2 separate regions of the Rattus norvegicus genome follow, and region 2 is linked to region 1. Evidence: chromatin contacts called from public Hi-C data. All regions are on one chromosome and are shown on one strand. Each heading gives the region's core, a stretch centred on a gene start, on an enhancer-like site or on the middle of the called end of the contact. The rest is flanking DNA. Distances are from core to core; before and after follow the strand shown.

What was found. A called contact is a pair of places that touch in the nucleus more often than the background predicts.
Region 2: a contact with region 1 is called in a Hi-C map of liver, with 9 times the contacts expected there. The contact joins two enhancer-like sites. A contact is called at or near these places in 5 of 12 Hi-C or Micro-C datasets (the A7r5 cell line, kidney and liver).

The regions. Positions count from the first base shown.
Region 1 is chr14:44,080,969-44,086,552 of GRCr8, reverse strand. It overlaps LOC102552762 (a long non-coding RNA gene), which reads left to right. Exons shown (of 3, transcript XR_595795.4): 2 at 1,812-1,868; 3 at 2,430-3,810. Among named protein-coding and RNA genes, the nearest start is that of Mir328b, 67 kb to the right of the region's middle. Within about 2 kb of position 2,447, at least 19 of the 93 cell types and tissues checked have an H3K27ac peak or open chromatin away from gene starts, as enhancers often do. A contact at or near this core is called in liver, where this site is marked.
Region 2 is chr14:44,140,146-44,145,729 of GRCr8, reverse strand. It overlaps LOC134481747 (a long non-coding RNA gene), which reads left to right. Exons shown (of 2, transcript XR_010057514.1): 2 at 237-1,185. Among named protein-coding and RNA genes, the nearest start is that of Mir328b, 130 kb to the right of the region's middle. Within about 2 kb of position 2,174, at least 22 of the 93 cell types and tissues checked have an H3K27ac peak or open chromatin away from gene starts, as enhancers often do. A contact at or near this core is called in liver, where this site is marked.

The DNA.
Region 1 (5,584 bases), core at 1,198-3,697:
TCCACACCTTCCCTGGCAGGGAGGGCTCAGTTAGTGATGACAGTACTCTCCTCTCCAGTCCCGAAGCATACACCCCACTCCACACCACAGATGAGACCCACAGAGCCAAAAACACACCTGACATTCCACATCAACTCTGCTGGAAAGAGGACTTAAACGAGTCTTCAGGATTTGGAGGCTGACTTTTCTTAAGGAAGGAAAGAGGCTGTTTCTTATCCGTTTTCTCGCACAGAACTAGCTTTGGGTTTTCCAGCAGTGTGAGGACTCATCTCCCAGCAGTGAAGGGTGGTTTGACCCCAAGATGACCTTTACTTTCCTTCCCACTATCTATTAATTCATCAAGTCTGGATTCTGGTGGGAGTGTGGACTGAGTGAGTGAGTGAGTGAGTGAATGAATGAATGAATGAATGAATGAATGAATGGGGTAGGATGTTAGCCCCATCTCTCACAAAGCTAATGCACAATAGGTCCTCAAAAGAGGTTTCTTCGAATTTAAAAACAATAGCTACTAACCAGCTCTGTCAGCAGATTGATCCAGGAAAGAGGTCGGAGAGCTGACTTGAATTAGGTGTGAAGGTTGGTTGGAATTCAATTACCCATGACCCTCCAGTCTTTTCTGCCAGCCATGATTTATGGAGGCTGGCTAACGAAGGTTCGGACTCATAACACTGCAATCAGCCTTTCTTTGGAAGATGAAGGCCCAGGAATTATCTAAGGGGCACTCTCAGGCCTGATGACATTTCTTAGGTTGGAAATATCTTGGCGACTTAGCCCAAGAGCAGTCAGGCTTAGACTTGGACACAAAGAGCATGCGCAATCACACCTCAGGAGTCCTCGCTCCTATTTTTCTTCACAATCACTCTGACCTAGTAGCCCTGTCTGACACAGACAAATGATCTAGGGGCTGTGGGCGGTTAGGGTCCTTGTTCAGGGATGTTTCTACTAGCTGAAAAGGCCAACGGAAAACCAGAGAATTGTATCACTTAAAGTAGGGAAGGGATTCAACTCATCACCCCCATCTCCTTTTTTCTCCAATTTAAACCTTCCTTCTCAGCCTCACCTTAAGGTTTATCTACTCTTGTTATAGCCAGGCTTAATGGCCTTAAGAGTCTAAGACCCAGCTACATTTTTCCCCTCACAGAACAACATTCTTGGCAAGCAGAGGAGGCTGAGGAGATGGTTGAACACAAAAATTCCTTGCTGTGCAAGCATTAGGATTTGAGTTGAGATTCCCAGCGCCCATGCAAAAGCTAGGTGTGGCTGCATACATCGGGAACCCCAGCTCTGTTGGAGCAGAGACACAGAGATGGGGGCACCCTAGGGCTTGCTGGTCAGTCAACCTCACTGAATCAGGGAGCTCCAGGATCGGTGTGAGACCTTGTCTCCAAAAATAAGGTAAAGGCAGTTAATGAAAGCCCCTGACATCAACCTTTGACCTCCACACACTCCAGAATGAGTACACACATACACACCCCTACAAGCACACACACACACACACACACACACACACACACACACACACACACACACACACTATTCTCTTGAAATTATTATCCCAGAAGGCATCTTGAAACCATGATGGTGGCAACATTTGCACAACTATAATCCCAGCACTTGGGAGGCTGAGGCAAGAAGACCTCAAGTTAAAGCCAGCTGCTTCCCTAGGGAGAATGTGTCTGAAAATAAAACAACCCCACTCCCTCCAGAGTTACTTGTTCATTTGGTTGCCCTCATTTTTGCTGTTCGCGTGCACCAACTTGTCCTGTGAGTGAGGTGAACTGGACCCTGACCTCCACCACTCTTACTTTCAGAGCTCTGAGCACGTCTGGAGCAGATCCTAATTTGCAAGGCTGGCAAAGGAACAGAGGGTAAGAAATGATTCCTGCACCTGCCCTTTGCCCCCTCCTAGGTCACATTGCTTAATGAATTTAGCTGGAACACAGTCCAGTGTTGGGAGAGTCGTAGCCTCCATGTGTCTTCATAATGTACCTGACTTTATACAGCAGGCCACTTCCTTCTAATAAGAAGCAGTAGATGGGCAACTCAACGTGTGGATCTTCAAGCTTACAGAATGAGCTTGAACTTGAAAGCGATCCAACCCATAACGACATTTATTATTTTTAGAGCATTACCTAGTCATTTTGATTAATTCTCTTAGAGTACTTTTCCCTTAAGCTCCCCAGAGAGAGGAGGGTGTGTTGGGGGCTGGGGTGGGGGGAGTCTAACGAGACTGTAAAGCTACAAATATAACCTTGGTGAGGAGTTGACATGTTTAGAACTGTAACATGGCAAATCATTGTGAAATCTTCTAATGGGTGCCGGTCCCCTGCCAAACAAGCCCAGCACCCAAAGCACACAAAGAAATCATTGAAAGACACTGGACCGTGTCCAAAAGGCCAGGCTAATGTTTCACCTAATCTCTCTCCTAGTCTCTCCTGCCTACTGCCAGCCCCACCCACAGGATCTCACTGGAGAGCTCCCTGCAGCTGCTCAGGGCATTTACACCCTCTCATCCCCGGCAGCAAGAGGAAAACCATTAGGAAGCCAACAGTATAAAAGGGGAAAGATGAGTGGCTGGAGGAAAGGTGGGAACTGATAGAGTCAAGCGCCTGTCTTCTCACAGGGTTGGTACACTTGGGGTGGAACCAGGAAGACAGGACCAGAGGTGATCCTGGTTCACATATCCTTGGGACATTGCAATTTAGGGAGAAGTGCCTATGAGCTGGTAACAGAAGGTTTGGTTTGCTTTTGTTAAGTTCAATTTGTTTCCAATTCTTTTTATCTTGGCTCTATCTCAGGCATCACAGACGCCAGAGCTTTGCAGGCACAGGGTGGGGTAGGGTGGGGCGGGGTTGGGCAATTCTTTCTTTTTGCTTAAAGGGACAGAACTAGGGATGCCTCTTTGAATGCCTGTGGCTTGCTCAAATACCATTAGTAAATTAGTAAAGACGCTGAGCAGGGAAGGGTTCGTTCTCTTTGAAAGTGGCTTTCACAGAGGTGGCCACCAACAAATCTAAGGACAGAAAGGAAGTTTGCAGAGAGAAATTTGGACCTGTAAGATGGTACTGACATTATTATTTCAGCTAGCCAGAGCTAACCTTGAACTTCTAGACTTGCTAAGCTGAGTATGAAGAAATAAATCCTGTTCGTTGGTTGTGGTGGATGTTTTTAATCCCAGCATTCAGAGGCCGAGGCAGGCTGTTCTCTGCAAGTTCCAGGACAACCTTCGTCTACAGTATGAGTTCTAGGACAGCCAGACCTATACAAAGAAACCCTGCCTTGAAAACCAATAATAAATAAATAATATAATATAAAAGAGTGGATCCCTTTAAAAACGGTCATTGGTGTACATGTGAAGCTCTTAGGATCTCTCAAATTTTGCCTGGAAAAATATTCTATTGACTATAGGGGCTGTCCAGGTTTGGGAGTCAAACACGCCCGGCTGGAGTCTCAGCTCCATCATCTACAGACTTGTGACTTTGGTCAACATCTGCACCTTCCTGCGCCTCAGTTTCCCATCTATACTGTGAGCATAGCCTCTGTCTCCCCAAGAGTTCCTTCAGCTGCTCCGGCATCTCAACAGACGCTTCTGGTTTGTTCTTCCCCTCCCTACAACAGAGGACATGTGCTTCAGCCAGCAGGGAACAAAGGAAAAAGTCCAGCCCTTCCTTGCAGCTTTGTGTGGAACAGGAGATAGCTTCAAACACACAGGGCCCAGACAACTTATGGCTCTTTCTCGTGTTTATTTTTTTAAACAAATCTTTCCATAGCACTCACTGTGTAATAAACACCTCCTGAGCACTGGACAAACCTGACTCACCCCATCTTTCACCAGGTGCAATCTTGGGATTCTTGTTTTGCAGGGGAGGAAACACAGTTTATGGTCCAGGGGTACTGAACAAGGGTCTTACCAGTCAAGACTTGAACCCAGGCAACCTAAGCCCTTGTCTTTGTGGAGATCGTGGCCAAGTGTTGATTTGGGAAGGGCAACTAAGATCAAAGCTCTCTGTCTGAGATGCCCAGGCTAGCTCTGCACCATCTAGAATATATTAAAACTGAAGTCTTCACTGATAAACTTTCATAGCCAGAACCTCGGGCCAGAGAGACCAGATGAGGTCAACAGAACCAAGAAGCTGGTTCCCAGACCTGTGGCTTGCTGCCCATCTATCTCTCCATCCCACCAAGAGGAGGCTGCAGACTCTTCTCTGGTATCCCCTCAGCCCTTGGCTCTGTTGAGTGTGAATTTGCTGATGGTTGCTCTACAGTAGGTGGGGAGTGGTGGGAAGGAGAAAACACTGAAGAAGTCAAGAATAAAGGAAACGACTGTTTTTTAAATTCCAGTGATTATAAAATCAGTGTTGGCCGAGGCAGACATTGCAAAAGGGGTTGACTCAATCCTGTTTCCCAGACTCTGTCTCCCACTCAATTTCCACCTAGGTATGGTCAGTCACAGGACCCAAGTCAGGCCTTTTGTCCTTTTTTCTCCCCTTAGGCAGTCCTTCTTGTCCACTTCTCTCTTTAAATGTTTGTATACTATTTGGTCATACAGGGGTTAAAGACATATATGATAACTGGGGTATGGAGATAAAAATGAAAATATGACTAAGATAAATGGAATGCAATAACAGGGGTGCAGGGATTGATAATAAGGGTGCAAGGATTCTGTACAGATGTGAAAACTGAGACTCAGAAGCTGCCACATTTATGAGACTGACGCGCTACGTACTGCGCTAACGAGGCACCTAAGCTGCCACATTTAAACCATGAAGGAAGAGCCAGGAACATCTCAGATATCACTTCTGCAGCATTGAGCTACTGTGCCACGGGAGTTCAGAGTTTTGCTGTTTTCAGCCAAGGATGATCCTATCTGCAGTATTCATTATAGAAAAGCCATGAGATACAGGAAAAACAAGACGAGGGACTATCACTTATGATCCTATTACCCAGATGTTATTTCAAAATATATTCTTTCCATCTCCCCTCTTTCATTGTTTTCTCAAAAATACAGAATAGAAAGTCCATTTGCAACTGACTCTTTAGTGTGCTGTGGTCACCCTCTATATCTGGGTGTCTAAGAACTCTTTAACTCCAAGTTGCCAAATAACTGTTGCTTTTGTTTTTTAACTATTAATAATAATCATTTGGTAATATTTGTAAATTCATCTTTGTCTGATTATTTTTCCTTTGGATTACTAAAACTGCTGTCAGGTATTAGATCATGTATGTGTGCATGTGTGCATGCGTGCACACCCTCCCATGTGCACACACTCAGCAGCTAGAACTGTGCATCTATCACTCTATACCTTACAGCTCTCAGACAGGGTTTCTAGCTGGATCAGAAGCTCACCATTTTAGCTAGACTTGGCTGCCAGTGAGGTCTGGGGAATTTGCCTGTCTCTGCCTTCCAATGCTGAGGTTACAGGACTGTCCAGCTATGCACAGCTTCTCGTGTGAGCCCTGGGGATTTGAACTCAGATCCTCATGCTTGCAGAGCAACATGCTCTGTGCATGCAAAGTGCTCTTGCCCACCAAGCCAGCTCCCCAGCTCTAACAAAGTATGATTTTTGGGCTTCACATATTTAAG
Region 2 (5,584 bases), core at 925-3,424, 59 kb before region 1:
GCACTCCCACCGTAGTAACCCACTTCTGCGTTGAACTCTCTTGTCCTAATGACCTGGTATCAAGCCCAATGTCCTGGCACTAATACACGGAGGGAAAGCTCTCAGCGCATGAACTTTGGGGAACACACTCAAACCACAGCAGCTACTTACTCCCAGGCAAGATGTTACTATAAATTTTTAACAATGTTTCAAGAATGTAGCTTTGTTTACAGTGCTTTTGTTTTGTTTTTACAAAGGTGAAGTTAAAATGAAGCCATTAGGGAAGATCTTAATCCCAGAACTTGGATAAACACAAAGGATGAAGACACAGAAAACAGACAACTACATACAAGACAAGGAGAAAGTTCTGGAATGGATCATTGCTCTCAAGCCCCAGAAAGGCTCTCAAGCCCCAGAAGGGGCTCTACCATGCACAGACTCTCGGCTTTCCAGCATCTATTACCACAAAAATGGGGAACTTCTGCCATTTACTGCACTTTGTTACAACAGACCTGGCGGAAGTCCAAACAAGTCCAAGGCTGACTCTGCACCCTCCCCTGCCTGCCAGCTGACCTGCCTTGTTCAAGCCTGAGAGCCTCTGGAGAGTCTCGGCTCTGTTGGGGGTTCTTTCTCACAAGCACATCAGTAAGCAGTGGGAGGGCTGGATCTGTGTGATCTGACATGTGCCTGTCCCAGACTTCCTCACAGCTCCTTCTTAGACAGCTTTCCCTGTGAAAACAGCTAGCAACCCTCATCAGTGTCAGGCAAGAACCCCAGGACTCATTGGGATCAGCCTTGTCTGGCTGGATTCTTGAACATATGGAGCTGGCCTATTCTCCTGTAGCCTCTAGAGCTTCAAACCTCAGGCTCTCTTTCCTGCAGCCCTCCTACTGGCTCCTCAGTGACCCTTGGGGTTCCCAGGTAAGAGGCAAATTGTTTAGGCAAGCCTGACATCACTTGAAGGAAACCAATTCAAAACATACCATGTGCAACTCAACTTACAGTAAGGCTCTGAATCTCTAAGAATTTCATAAACAAGTAATATTTTAAAAAATGGTTATTGATGAAGGAGAAAAGAACCTGAAGAAATCAGATGCTGTGAGGGAGGTTTAGTCAAGGCTTTTTCAGGTACAGTGTGTTCTAGAGTTTGACTATTGAGCTGTAGAAATAAATTACCTATTAAAATGTGCTCTCTATTGAAGAGGGTACCAGAGTGTGACTTTTTTTTTTTGCATTGGAAACACACCCTGTTTAATTTGTAATATAAATACACAATACATAGGTCCTGTGACTGTATACATTTATTTTGACTTATGTTTTAAAAGGGTAGTTATTTAATTTACCATGAAGGAGAGCTGGCAGACCCATCATAACTGGTACGGAATACTGCATTCAGACCTTGACCTAGGTTAGACCTCCCAGGAAACCAGCTCTGTGGCCTTGGCCTCCTCAATCCTCCCATCAATACCACAGGCTCGACTCCACCTGTTTACAGGCGTACAGTCATAAAGAGGCTCAGAGGTCTAAACACTTTGAAACCACCAAGTCTATCAGCAGCCAGAACACTTTTCAATGGCACATGCACAGTGGGAGGTCATAGGCTAAGCCGTCTACGTCTGGCAAGATCCAACCTTAAGAATGTTTTTATTTGTCCTCAGGTCGCTGTACCATGTACTGGGGCTACTCTAAAGAGAGACCTAGGTCCCCTTTCCTCAAGCATTTTACTGGGAGAGGTTCGGGGCCAGAAGGGCTGCTGTCTTCTTCCTCAGTCCTAGGGCAGAAACTTTCAGGAAAACTGTGATGAAGATGTTCACTGGCATCTTTTTTTAAAACTCCCTTACCTTAAAATCCCCCCCCCCCCAAGAAGGAAGAGGCAAGAGAATTAAGAAGATTTTTGAAGGACAAAGCTAACACAACCAACACTGTCCCGATTGGTTGATTTGATTTCTCTGTCACCCCCTGTTTTTCTGTGCCATAGAGAACATCTAGGGGTTTGTCTCTAAACAGATGCTTGCAAGGAAAGTTTAACATAATCCACAGAGCTGTAAAAGTTCTTGGTGTGGCCCTCGGTGGAGTGCTTTCTCACATTCCCAGAAGTAGCCAATCTACCACGTGGCAGGGCTGCTACAGGAAGGGAGGGAGCCAGCAGGGCACGGAGCTGCCTGCAGCAGCAGGGCAGGGCGGCTCCCAGGAGGACGCAGGCGTGGTGGCCCCTCCCTGCCGCGAGCCCAGGCCCGCCCACTGCCACCGGCGAAAAGGAGGAGAGACCTACATTTAAAAAGGCAGGAACCTACTAGCTCCAGAGCTCCTACAATGCCAAATGAGAATTCCTGTTTATGGGTCAAACAGAGGTCAAGAATTACTCAGTCATCTCTAAAACCCCCTACTTAGGGGGTCAAGCCAGGCTGGAAACCCATGCTAGCTAAATCTAACTTGATCTCCCCAGAGTCTAACACTGCTTCTTTATTTATTTTTTCTTTCTTCCTTTCTTTCACTTTTTACTGTTTTGCCGGAGATACAGGGGGTTTTTTTTCTGTTACTTCCGGTTTGTGGCTGTGCTTTCTTTGCCTTACTTCCTTTTGGGTTGTTGGAGGGTTAGGTTGCTTCACTGTGATGTCCACTTAAAGATGTATGAAAAAGGATGGGAGGGAAAGAGGAGGTGGGATAGAAAGAGGAGGAAAGAAGAGGGAAAGGAGAGGGAGGCAGAGAGAGAGGGAGAGGAGAGAGGTTGTTAGACAGCACACAGTAATTTTGCTTATGCTATAAAATATTTAATACGTTCCTCTTCATGGATATGTTCCACAATAATGCACAATGTCACTGTGTTCAAAGTACAGGTAAAGAAGTCTAGTCTCATCAAAGCCTGGATCTGTGTTGACTGACTCCAACCCCGAAGCGCTTTCGTCTGTTTAACCTTTCAAGGAGGTGTTTATTCATCTCTTATTACAAAGCATATGCCTGACATGCAAAACAAAAAACAAAAAAACAAAAAAAGCTTAATTCGGTCCTTTTGAGAAAATGTGAAGACTATGATTTCGTCTTTGGCCACTCCTTTGCAATCTTTCTACGCAGGTATCAACAAGGGCTGCTGTGGTCCTCGTGGTCCCACCCGCGGGTGCACTTCCAGCATCTGGCAGCAGGGGGCGCATGTGTGCAAGAGGCGGAAAGTGCACCGGGCAGGAAGAGTCAGATCTTGTGTTTGTCCTTCTTAGCAGGCCCAGGCTATCAATACGTTAATTTTTCTCCTTGAACATTTAGAACCAGTGGCTGCAGACTTCTCTACAGAGATCCATGCTTCCTCACTCGTAAAGTGGGGGGAAACATCTTTGGGACTTGTAGAAAAAGATCTCTGCTGAATCCGAGGGAGGAAAAAAATCTCAGGAAGGAGCCAGGCTTGGCCCCTGGCTTCTGTTGAAAAAGGAGAACTCAGAAAGCAGGGACAACGGCCATCCTATGTCCAAGTATCACAGGACTTCTCCCACTGACTTCCTGAGAAGACCTCAAGGGTTGGGAACGGCACACCTGTAGGAAAGCTTTACCTGCTCCAATAGTACAGGGGGCTGGCTTGGGTCTCAGGCACCTTTAAGTGCTACTCACATGGCAAAGCCTGTGAATTTCTTGGAGAGTCACCAAGAATTCACCAAGATCCACCAAGTTTCTGGTCATTCACCAAGCTGTATTAATAGTGAAACCCTCTGGTAAAAAAACAAAAAAACAAACAAACAAACAAAAAAAAACCAAAAAAAAACAAAAACCAAAAAAAAAAACAAAAAAAAAAAAAAAACAAACAAACAAAAAAAAAAAACAAAAAAAAAAATGTCCTAAAGTCAAACAAATGCAAAGACGTAATCAGGGTAGCTAGATAGAACTGAACAAATGGCCAGGGGTTGGTAGCATGAACCTTTAATCCCAGGACTCCAAAGGCAGAGGCACATTGGATCTCTATGAGTTCAAGGCTAGTCTGGTCTCTAAAGCAAGTTACAGGACAGCCAAGGCTACATAGAAAAAAACCTGCCTCAAAAAGCAAAGAACAAGAAAGGAGGAAAAGAAAAAGGAGGAGGAGGAGGAAGAGGAGGAGGAGGAGGACAGGAAAAAGAAAAGAGAAAAGAAAAGAGAAATGGACAAATGGTCGCCCAGTTGAAGGAGAGAGCAATGATATTTAGCGCTCCGTCCTTTGGGCTCCCTTAAAATACAGCAATGCCTGGATAGCATGGAGACATACACATTGTCACAGAGGTACCTAGTGTCCTGTTTGATGGTTAATCGCCTTATCAAGTTGACTGGACTGAGAAACACCAAAGTGGTGATGATACCCATCTCTGGGTGTGTCTGCCAGGAGGGTGGAGAAGGAAGGCACGGCCTAAAAGTGTTGGGCACCATCCCACTGGGCACAGGTTAGATGAAACCCCAGCTTCCATGATGTAAGATATCCCTTCAGGCTTTCCCTACCACGATGGATTGAAGCCTAGAACAAATCCCCTTGTAAGTTGGCCTCTTAGGAATTTTTCATAGAGACAATAAAAGAAACCATGCATGCAATATCAAATGATAACTAGAAGACCCCATCACAAATTTTACCTGATGTTAGTAAACACTCTAGCCGAAGTAATTCATCTATTTAATTATCATTAGTTGAATATTTCATTGGATAAAGTCCAGGTGCTAAAGTCAGGAGGACAATTTGGGTCTTTCATTTAGTACCTGTGTACTCTGATCAAGGTTCCAAGCCTGCCTGAGCCCCACGTCCCCCAAATACAGGATACTGGGAAGATGGGAGGATTATGGTTCCTATACTATACGATGTTCTCTAGGAAGACTCAGTGAAATAGCGCAGTGTGGGCTGCTCACAGTGCAGGAGACAAGAGACCTCACTCAGGAATTCAGCAAATTAAGAAGTCATGAAGAACATTCCAGAAGGGTCCAGCACCCCATTTTCACAAGCCTGCTGGGTGGTTCTGACCCACACTGGAGTTTAAAAATCAAAGGGCTATGGATCTTACATGAGACAATCTTATGCTTAGTCTTGCATTTTGGAGAAGATAGATTTGAGGCTAGGCAGAAGATGAATGGAGGGAAAGACAGGACACAGGACACTGAAGATGAAGACCTCCTATGTGCAAATGAAAGATGATGGGGGTTGAAGCATGGGTCATGGTGGTAAGAATGAATAGAGGGTGATGACCAGTGTGTCACAGAGAGGGGGGTGGGACAGGGAAGAGGTGCAATGGAATGAGATTTACCAGCAAGGGAGAGGAAGAGGCCAGGATGAGTCTAGAGTTTGAAACACAGGGCTTTTCATACCCATGACTAAAGAGGCTGCATCTGTGGTGGTTTGGAGATGGTTTATTTGGCTCCTCCTTCCCTCTTCTTTTTGGGCCACAGAGTTGACAGCATCTATTGGCATCTATGCAGGAGGTCTGCTCCTCTCTGGAATGCACAGGTCCACAGGGTGTGTGCACTTCTATTGAAGTCACATCACCACCTCTTGTCACACACACACACACACCCCGCACCCACAGAGGTGGCTGCTATTCGTTTCACCTCCCTTGGTTGCAGCCACAGGGGTGGTGAGTCACTCTCCCAGAACAGCTGGTAGCTAGCACAC